Linked DNA regions of Oryctolagus cuniculus: region 2 is linked to region 1. Evidence: chromatin contacts called from public Micro-C data. All regions are on one chromosome and are shown on one strand. The core of a region is the stretch at or near the end of the contact, and the rest is flanking DNA. Distances in the headings are between cores, read along the strand shown.

Region 1 (5,208 bases), core at 950-3,449:
AATGGAAAAATTAGTTCATAACACCTGATCCATAATAACAGTCAAAAGAGGGATCCAATACTGATTTACAGTACAGAACAAGAAGGAAAGCAGAGCGGCTAAAATTATGTATTAAAAACATGCAAAAAGCAGAGACATTTGAGAGGTGGTTTTATGTAATGTAATTTTTTTCAAAGTCAACACTTCTGCCATTTAATTCACTGTCTATAAAGATTTCAAGATCTAATCTGAGGAATGTATATGTATATCTGAGTGTGTGTTAAATCCATCCAAGATACGGCACCGTTGAAAACCATATTGCCAATTTCCCCATCAAACCAATTTAACAAAAGTTTAATCATTTAGTTAATTTTGCAAATAAATACTGAAAGAATGAAATTTAATACAGTACTCATTTGGATACAACAGAACCACACTACACTGTATAGATACACTGTTGGTCAAATTCCATTTCCCAAATAGAATTTGGTGACTGAGGATGGACAGCGCGGCAGGGAATATTTTATCACGGACACTGTTTAGAATTGTAGGCCTATGAGAATAGTAAGTTATTACTAAGTTTGATTCTTGTTTTTCAATTGCAGAATTTGTATTGGCTAATTGCGTTGGGGTGGGTGGAAAGGATTGTCCCCACCTACACCTGGCAGCCTCTGATTGCCCTTTGGGTGTTTGTACTATCAAACTGTAGCCTGAAAACACAGTAAATTTTTTTTTTATTTTCATCCCAAACTTTGATCACTTCAAACATTCAGAGTTGAAAGGTATTTATATCAAAATGAGTCAAAGTCCAACTAAAACAAACAAAAACCCCAGGTACTCTTACCAGCTGAACTTCCTATTTCAAAGTATCTACAAAAGGGCTAATGGGGGGGGGGGGCTTTCATATATCTTGATTCAGTAGCTTTTACTTTTGTAAAAATCAAAATTCAAAAGCTGCTTCATTCCTAAGCGGAGATCACACCTCATTCAATGTTAAGTATGGCTTGTTTTTTTGGTGGCATTAGAGGCTTTCAACTACTTAGCGAACTGGTTTTTATTTAGAAACGCCTGCCTGGTTCCCCCGGATTAAATCCAGTTTAACTACACAAGCCCTTTCCCTGGCCTCCCTACTTGCTGTCACTACATGCCATTTTTTTTTCCTCTCTCGACACCCATGTCGCTAAAAGTTGAGGACTTTTGAGGACATCGGAGGACAAGACGAAGCCCAGATTAATTTTTTGTGACCCTGTGAAAACGATCTGAAGAGCTGGGGGGGGGGGGGGGGGCTAAAAGGCACGGCTCCGACAGTTTATTTCGTCAGCAGGAACACAAGCGGCTGAGTACACGTCTGAAGGTGAAGGGCACGTGATGTTTGCTCGTGCCAGAATTCTAACTTAAACCGCATCCACACACAAGACCGAAAAAAATAAATAAATAAAAGTGCTCCGGTTCACAGAGCCTAATTCGAACGAGAATTAACAAGCCCAGTTTTCCAACCAGGAAATACCTGGCTTTCCACCGATCGTCTCTGAGGGACGCCCTCTAAACATCTTTTCTTAAAAACAACCGAAATCAGCACCGTGAACAAGCCTCGGAAAATGCTACCAGGCAGGAAGAGCACTGACTAAACGGACGGACGGGCCGGGTCGCCGCCCTGTGGGGCGAAGGCGACACGAGGGGGGTGGGGGTGGCGGCAGGCCCCATGCGTCCGTTTGCCTGAGCCGGGAAGTTGGGAGGCGTTAGGCGGTTTCCACGCACCGGGGCCTGGGCGAGGCCGCGGCCCGAGCCCCGGGGCCTGGAGCTCTGGGCGCGTCCTTCCCGGCACCGAGGCCCACACCCAGCTCCCAGGTTCTCCCGGCCGGGCCGATTCGAGGCGTGCGGGTCCCTCCAGAGGCCGCCTCAGGGCCCTGGGCCCGGCCTCCAGGCCCGCCAGAACAAAGCCCACACGGCCATCTTGAGACGGTAAACAGACCCCCGGCGCAGGCCTCCCGCCTCCCGCCCGCCGCGGAGACCTCTCAAGAGGCTGCGCTTACCGTCCTCGAAGTCCATGGCGGAGGCTCGGGGCGGACGGCCTCAGAGGCGCTAAGCTGAGCTCTGGCCGGCGGCAAGCGCCCGCGATCCGCGCGGTTCCTCACAACCAGTCCGCTCCACCGAGAGCGGCGCTACGGGCCGGAGAGCGCAGGCCACAGTGAGGCTGGGGGCAGGGCCGGGCGGTGCTGCCGGCCGCCGCAGCGCGGCCCGCGATTGGCTGGCGCGGGCTGGTGGGCGGGCCCTCGCGCGGGGGCGGGAAGCAGGGCCGCTGTCACGCTCTAGGATTTTGACCCCGTGGAGCCGCCGCGGGCACGGTGGGTAAAAAAGAGAGCGTCGGCGAGTGGCGGCGCCTGCGGGGAAGCGAGCTGAGTGTTCTGGAAGGGCGGACTGCGGCCCGCCATGTTTGAACCTGGCAAGAGCGAAAGGCTCTGGTTAGAGGCTCTTCCTCCTGCCCGAAACGAATGAAATCACGTGCCGACCTTTTGCTTTTTATTGGCTGGTGATGACTGCTCGGGAAAATGCTTGAGCGTGTAGGGAGACGCTGAAGTCTGGGACGGTCTTAGAACTCTGGGAATGAGGCAAAGCAGGCTCTCCGCTCTGAATTTGAAGGCGCTAGTAAGAAGCTGCACAAGGTCGCAGGCAAACGAACCTACTAGCATTCCATTATTTACACTTTTGAGTGGACAGTGGGCAGTGGGCGAAGTTATTCAACCACCCAACCATAGGGAAAGAGAAAACGGTTCTGATCACTCTGACCTTGGGGCAGCTGGAACCACGGGTTTAAGAAAATCCTCCCCCTCCCCACCACCCCACGTAAAGCAAATGGTGGCAACAGTGAGTTGACAGGAAACAGGAGTCAAGCTCCTTGCTCTTCTTCCGGGTTCAATCAGCTGCTGGAACCAAGTTCTAAGGAAATACACTGTAAGAAAACCTCCAGTTACACAGACACAGCGGGTGTCTGACGTAGCCAGAAATCCGGCCAGGCGTCGCTTCCTCCCCACCACTTTCCTTCTCCTCCCTAAATGATTCACCCTGCTCTCCACCCTTTGCTCATTTCCTTCTTCTCTCCACACTCCTCCCCCCGCCCCCGCCATATATGTTTTTCTATTCACCTGAGCTGATCATGTCGAAAACTCAATTCACCATTTTCCTCCTCAGACCTGCCCGGGCTCCTGTATGTATTTTTTCCTGTCTGTTTGGGGCAGGGTGAGCTAATCCCCCTAATCCTACTAATCCCAGCCAGCCCGCCTGCCAGTCATCAGTCGCTACTCAGCCCAGCCCTTCCTTCCACTCACTCCCAAGCCGTACCCAGGTCTTTCATCTGTTCATTACCCTCTAAAATTTCTTGAACCTGCCCCCTCCTCTCCATCCCCACTGCCACCAATTGAATGTACAGACTCGTTAGCTCTCCCCATAACTAGTGCTGCAACTTCCTAACTAATTTTTTTTTCTGCCCTTCAGTCTCGAGTTCTCAGCTGCAGTAACATAAATGCCAGTCTAAACTTGTCACGAGGCGTCTCTATCCTGGCTTAGATCTAGTCACTGCTCCTTAACCTAACGCACGGACAGCAGGGATCTGCCTGACCTCTGCATTCCGCCTTCTTGTCTCTCCCAGACCCTCCCTTCTGTTCAGCAGTTTCTGGACACTGGTTGCAAAAACAACCCTGTGCTTTTTTTTTTTTTTTTTTGTACTTATTTTTTTGTTTTTGATTTTTTTAACTTTTATTTAATGAATATAAATTTCCAAAGCACAGAATATTGATTACAATAACTTCCCCCCCATAACGTCCCTCCAACCCGCAACCCTCCCCTTATCCACTCCCTCTCCCCTTCCATTCATGTCAAGATTCATTTTCAATTCTCTTTATATACAGAAGATCAGTTTAGCATACATTAAGTAAAGATTTCAACAGTTTGCTCCTGCACAGAAACATAAAGTGAAAAATACTGTTTGAGTACTAGTTATAGCATTAAATCTCAATGTACAGCACACTAAGGACAAAGATCCTACATGAGGAGTAAGTGCACAGTGACTCCTGTTGATGACTTAACAAATTGACACTCTTGTTTATGGCATCAGTATTCACCCTAGGCTCTTGTCATGAGCTTCAAAGGCTATGGAAGCCCCCTGGGTTCACTGACTCTGATCATTTTAGACAAGGCCATGGTCAAAGTGGAAGTTCTCTCCTCCCTTCAGAGAAAGGTACCTCCTTCTTTGATGACCCATTCTTTCCACTGGGATCTCACTCGTGGAGATCTTTCATTTAGGTTTTTTTTTCCCCCAGAGTGTCTTGGCTTTCCATGCCTGAAATACTCTCATGGGCATTTCAGCCAGATCCGCATGCCTTAAGGGCTGATTATGAAGCCAGCGTGCTGTTAGGACATTTGCCATTCTATGGGTCTGCTGTGTATCTCACTTCCCATGTTGGACCATTCTCTCCCTTTTTTATTCTATCAGCTAGTATTTGCAGACACTATTCTTGTTTATGTGATCCCTTTGGTTCTTAGTCCTATCATTATGATCAATTGTGAACAGAAATTGATCACTGGGACTAGTGAGATGGCATTGGTACATGCCACCTCGATGGGATTGAATTGGAATCCCCTGGTATGTTTCTAACTCTACCGTTTGAGGTAAGTCAGCTTGAGCATGTCCCGAATTGCACATCTCTTCCCTCTCTTATTCCCACTCTTATATTTAACAGCAATCACTTTTCAGTTGTTTCAGCACTTAAGAAGAATTGTGTATTGATTACAGTATTCAACCAAAAGTATTAAGTAGAACAAACAAACAAAAATACTAAGAGGGATAACATATTAAGTTGCTCATCAACAGTCAGGGTGAGGGCTGATCAAGTCACCGTTTCTCATAGTGTTCATTTCACTTTAACAGGTTTCCTTTTTGGTGCTCAGTTAGTTGTCACCTATCAAGGAGAACAAGTGGTATTTGTCCCTTTGGGATTGGCTTATTTCACTCAACATAATGTTATCCAAATTCCTAACAGGGATCACTTTTCAGTTAAAATTTAAACACCTAAGAATAATTGTGTGTTAATTACAGAGTTCAACCAATGGTACTAGAACAAAAAAAAAATACTAAAATGGATAAAGTATTTTCCCAAACCCTGTGTCTTTTTGTGCCCCCGAACTTTTGTTTATATTGTTCCCTATACTTAGAAGGCCACCTGATTGACACTA
Region 2 (5,208 bases), core at 777-3,276, 550 kb after region 1:
TAGTGAGGAGGATTAAAAAAGCAAAGCTTAACTAATACAACAAAACCATCCCAACTTTGAATATACTCATGCCAGGCAGGACAAGCTGGAACATCTTTCCTGCTGAAGAAAACCGATACGTTTTGAAAACCAGTAAGTTTTAACACAGATTTTTAAAACTAGGTGTAAGAAAAGTGCCCTTAATGGCAATTTCGCCCCCTTCACCAACTACACCAAAAGCCCTCTTTGTAGCTCAGAGCACCATCAGCCATGTTATAGGGCTTATATTCTTAAACCACATGGGCCCAACGACCTGAAGGATTAGCTGTCATTTCATATTTTCTTAAAGACTGGAGAGGATGACTAGGACAGCCAGGGGCAGAAAAACAAAGTCACCTTGGCACCCGCATTTTTGGTTCTCTGGAAGTGTCCCTTGTACCCATGGGGAGTACCAAATTGTTAAATAATGATACTGCAGTGTGACTTCTGTTCCAAGCTTCGGGTCCTGTTCTTAGGTTCAGGAGAAAGCCTGATAAAGACACACACTGCTTAATGTCTCAGTATGTGTCCAACCAATTGCCTATTTTAAGTTGCCTACAGATTTACAATGTAATGTTTTTCATACTGGTATCCTTTTACAGCTAGGTGTTTAAGTGTCTAGGCAAGGTGAATTTATTTTCAAGGAAGTTCACACACCGGTGTTAGGTTTGCTCTTGGGCGTGGAGGCAGGCGGTAGAGAGTGCTAGGAGAGTCCTGACCACAAATACCTTTTCACAAATGCCACCTGGAGGACGCAGAGTAATGAGCCAACCCTGCACCTCCTTCCTCCGGACCTCTCAACACCTGCTCAACTGTAGCCCAAGGGGAGGAAACTCCTGTGCCTCTCTTTAAATGGGAATCCGTTGCCCTCTTTCCCCGCCCCCCGTCAAACGAATGCCCAACGCCAGCACCAAACCTTAGACGAGTAACTAGTATAGGAGAACACAGAATGTTTGCCAACAAACAGCGCCAGGGCAGGGGGCAAACGACAGCGACCACAAGTGGACACCCTGGACGGAGGTCCGCTCACCTGGGCGAGGCTCCAGCCTGGGAAAGCAGAACCCTTTCTCCGCCCCGCCCGAGGACTCGCACAGGTGCAGCGCCAAGGCTACCAGAGGACAGAGGGGGCCGCCCACCCACTCTTTTCGCCCCAGATGACCCTAGCACCCGGGAAAGCTTCCCTCAGCGGGTATCGCTCCTTCTTTCCCGGAGACAAGGGAGCAACGAAACCGCCACTCAACGTCTCCGGCCGCGCCACCCGTCCGCAACCAGGCACGCAGGTGAGGTGCAGACAGGTAACCGCACCTGCTCTCCCAACCCCACCTGCTGCGTCTCCTATCCCCGTCCTCCTCCTCCACCGCCTCGGTGGGCTCGGCTCCTCCTCCACACGCCGCGGTGTCACGCTCCGACCTACCTGTGCGACTCCAACCCCAGGGCGCCGGAGCGAACCGTGGCGGGCACCCTGCGCGCCTCCGGGCCCGCCGGCGGCGGCCCGGCGCCCGCACTTTGCCGGCTGCCGGCGGCTGCGGGCTCAGCGGGAAGCCCCGGCGCTGCCCAGCTCGCCGCCTCCGAGCGGCTCCATTGTGACGCGGCGCGTTCCAGCGGCCAATGGGCGCGCGGCGGCGCGAACCGCTGACTGAGTTCGCGCGCGGAGGAGGAGGGGCCGGGCCGAGGTAGGGGCGGCGGCACGGCCTCGGCGGTGGTGGCGGCGGCGGTGGCCGTGGCTGCCGCGGAGGCGGAGGAGGACGAGGAGCAGGACGAAGAGGAAGCAGCCGCGGCCGCTGGGATAGTTGCTCCTGCTGTGAAACTGTCTGCTCGCTCTGGGCGCGAGGTTTTGCCCAGCTTTGCGGTGGCGGGGGCCGGTGACTCACCCGTCGCTGCTGGGAACAAAGCGCAGCCATCTCCCCGAGCGCGCCATGTGGCCGCCGAGTCCCCTGGCCCAGCCGCGCGCCTCGCGGGGGACGCTGGGCTGCTGCCAGCGGAGGGAGCGAGAGGGGCCCAGGTCCGTCCCCTGGCGCCGCCACGCCAGTGACTTTGGCCGCACCCGGTGTGCTTGTGCGCGGGTCGGGTTCCCGCCTTCTCACGTGTGCGCCCGAGCAACTTGTTATTTACATAACGTGCGCTGGGGCCTTGAAGAAAGGCTCGGGAGCAGCGCGGGAACCCGCCTCTTGGACTCTGAAGTCCCTAGGCCGAGCCCCTGGGAGGGAGGGTTTTACAGTTGTACCGCACTAAGCTGCCTAAATTCAGTTCTGGCCTCCAGTGTCATCCGCCCCTCCCAGGTGTGCTGATCCTTGAGATGAGAGGGGGCGACCTGGGAGACTACACTCATGACCTACGTTGTGGCTAATCAACTGCAGGTGCACCATGGCTAGCGCCCAACCCACTTCCCTCTAGGGTTAAGTGCCTGGAGTTTGAACAGTAACAATACGCCTCACCAGAAAACAACATTAATCCAAACCCCAGGAATTAAGGGGACTTGATATTTTGTGTCCTCCACTTACACTCCATTTTAACTCGGCCTCTGCCCAAGCTCCCATTTGCAATACAACGATTCAATTAGGCAAGATTAAATATCTTAGTTGCTATGGCAACGACATCTCTCTTTATAAAGTAAAACTTTGCAAGGGACCTCCCAAAGGAATAGAGTATAAAAGACTTAGCATTAGGGACATCTGATCAGGTTTTGTAAATGGGAGTAAAGAAAACGCAGTCCCGAGTTACATGAGACGGGCGGTGTCCCACATAGACTGTTGAGATTAGAACTACAATTTGAATCACTCTGAGAGGTAGCAAGAAGGCTGCCTGTGGGTCTCTTGTTGTTTCCTTGTCTGCTGAATTCTAGGTTGGCGGCTGTCGTCTTCCTGCGTCTCGGGGGAGAAGCTGGAAGAACATGCCTTCATTTGGTCATTCAAGTTTTTGTTGAGCCATGCGTGTGAGCTACTGTGTATGCACAGATCTAAATCTAACTTACATTTGTGTTTGGTTCCCAAACTGCTCACCATCTGGAGATGGGTCACATATAGGTATATTCCTTGTAAATGAAACAAAGAAAAAAGTGGTAGTAGATACAGATTGTAAAGTTATGATATTGAAACTTGAAAACATCCGTTTTGTACGTGTTTCTGAATGTTTGGAAAGGAATATTCCTCCCCCCGCCAAATCCCTGAGCAGATGATCCATTCTTCCATCACAGCAGTTAACAGCCTATATGACTTGGGGTAGTTACTTACCTTCCCTAAACTCAGACTTAAGAGATTATAACCAGATATGCCTTCAACATTTCAATCCAATGATGATGTGAATACAAAAATGACTTCAATGCTTGGCAACCCAATTTACCATTAGCTGATAGTTAAAGCAACCAATTTCAAACAGTAATATTTCTAGGTAAACCTCGGACACGTAACATATAAATGTTATTTTTATTTTAATTTAATTCTTAAACACCCGTCAAGGTGACAACATTGATTCCATGGAGAAAGAAGACTTCCAAATTTGTGATATCGTATCTCGGAATCTCTTTCTGAAGTAAGAGCCCCACATAGCTGTTTCTCCTGGTTTGTTGTTGTTGTTTTTTGCTATGGCATATGAGGGTACTTCAAAATGCTCATGGAAAAATGGAACTGAATATTCTGGTGCAAAAATTGTGAAAATCATGCATACAAGGCTCTTCAAAAAGTTCATAAAATGCAAACTGTGAAAAACTCTGCATGAATTTCAACATTTTTGCAATAAAACAAATTTTGTAATTCTGTTTTCCAGAACTGTTTGAAGAACTCTTTTTAAGCTCCCAATAGCATTACAGTAGAGAGAAAGAGGACTAACCCCAAATACTGCTCCCAGGTACTTTTTTTTTTTTTTTTTTTTTTTTTTTTGGGACAGGCAGAGTGGACAGTGAGAGAGAGAGAGAGAGAGAGAGAGAGAAAGAGAGAAAGGTCTTCCTTTTGCTGTTGGTTCACCCTCCAGTGGCCGCCGCGGCCGGCGCGCTGCGGCTGGCGCACCATGCTGATCCGAAGGCCAGGTACTTTTAAAATAATATGTACATGATATGTTCCCATAAAGAGAGTATTTACTGACTAGAATATTTTGGCATCCCATTATAGGCCTTATAATTAGGAATGCTTGACTATTCATACCTGTGCCCAGTTTTTCCACTACATTGTATTATCTTTGAAAACAAGACCCCTGAGGTCCTTGGAATATGTTCAGTCCTTACAGGAGTACCTGACATTCTCTCAAGGATTTTTTTTTTTTTTTTGATAAAAAGTAAACTCTGAAAGACTCAGGTACCGCTTCTACAGCCAAACCCATCAAAGTCTAAAGCAGAGATTTAAAATTCCATCATGGATATTAAGTACTTTATTATGTGTCCAGCAGTGTGCTAGACACTATAGGTGATACCAGAGGAACATAAAACTTGGTCCTTGACCTCAGCAGCATGCAGCTTTTATGAACAGTTGGGGTTGGTGTTATGGTGCAGCTGATTAAGCTGCCACTTGGGATCCCCACATCCCAGCTGGCTGGTTCTAGTCCCAGTTACTCTGCTTCCTGTCCTGCCTCCCCTAGTGCAGCTGGGAAGCAGCAGATGATGGCTCAAGTACTTCGGTACCTGCCACACACCTGGGAGACCCAATGGAGTTCCCAGCTCCTGGCTTTGGTGTAATCCATCCCTAGGTGTTGCAGGCATTTGGAGAGTGAACTAGTGCATGGAGGATCTGTTTCTCTCTCTGTCACTCTTTCAACTAAATAAGTCAGGTACTTCTCACACTCAAATTAATGTAGAACAGTGTTGGTGGGAGTAATCAGAAAAAGCCTCATGAAGAAAGGAGAACTTAACATTGGAGGGACAGGATTAAGAAAACAACTTGTGGTTTTGCCCTGTGTGCCCCAAACATTGTCTTAAAATGACTGATTCACCTTCAGGACTCTTTGTGGCAGGATGAGAACCTGGAGGAGAAGCTAAAGTACAAAGATTCTGCTTTTTTTTTTTTTTTAAGTTTTATTTATTTATTTGAAAGAGTTACACAGAGAGGAGAAGCAGAGAGAGAGAGATCTTCATCCACTGGTTCACTCCCCAATTGGCCACAATGGCCAAAGCTGTGCTGATCTGAAGCCAGGAGCCAGGAGCTTCTTCTAGATCTCCCACGTGGGTGCAGGGGCCCAAGGACTTGGGGGCCATCTTCTACTGCT

The links. A called contact is a pair of places that touch in the nucleus more often than the background predicts.
Region 2: a Micro-C map of ear pinna shows a contact between it and region 1, with 5 times the contacts expected there. The contact joins the promoter of LRRC8B here to the promoter of ZNF326 in region 1. A contact is called at or near these places in 4 of 6 Hi-C or Micro-C datasets (ear pinna, psoas muscle, skin fibroblasts and 1 more).

What each region holds. Positions count from the first base shown.
Region 1 is chr7:80,642,812-80,648,019 of mOryCun1.1, forward strand. It overlaps ZNF326 (zinc finger protein 326), which reads right to left and starts at 2,200. Exons shown (of 12, transcript XM_002715870.5): 1 at 2,013-2,200. The coding sequence starts at 2,028.
Region 2 is chr7:81,193,985-81,199,192 of mOryCun1.1, forward strand. It overlaps LRRC8B (leucine rich repeat containing 8 VRAC subunit B), which reads right to left and starts at 2,027. Exons shown (of 5, transcript XM_017346108.3): 1 at 1,890-2,027.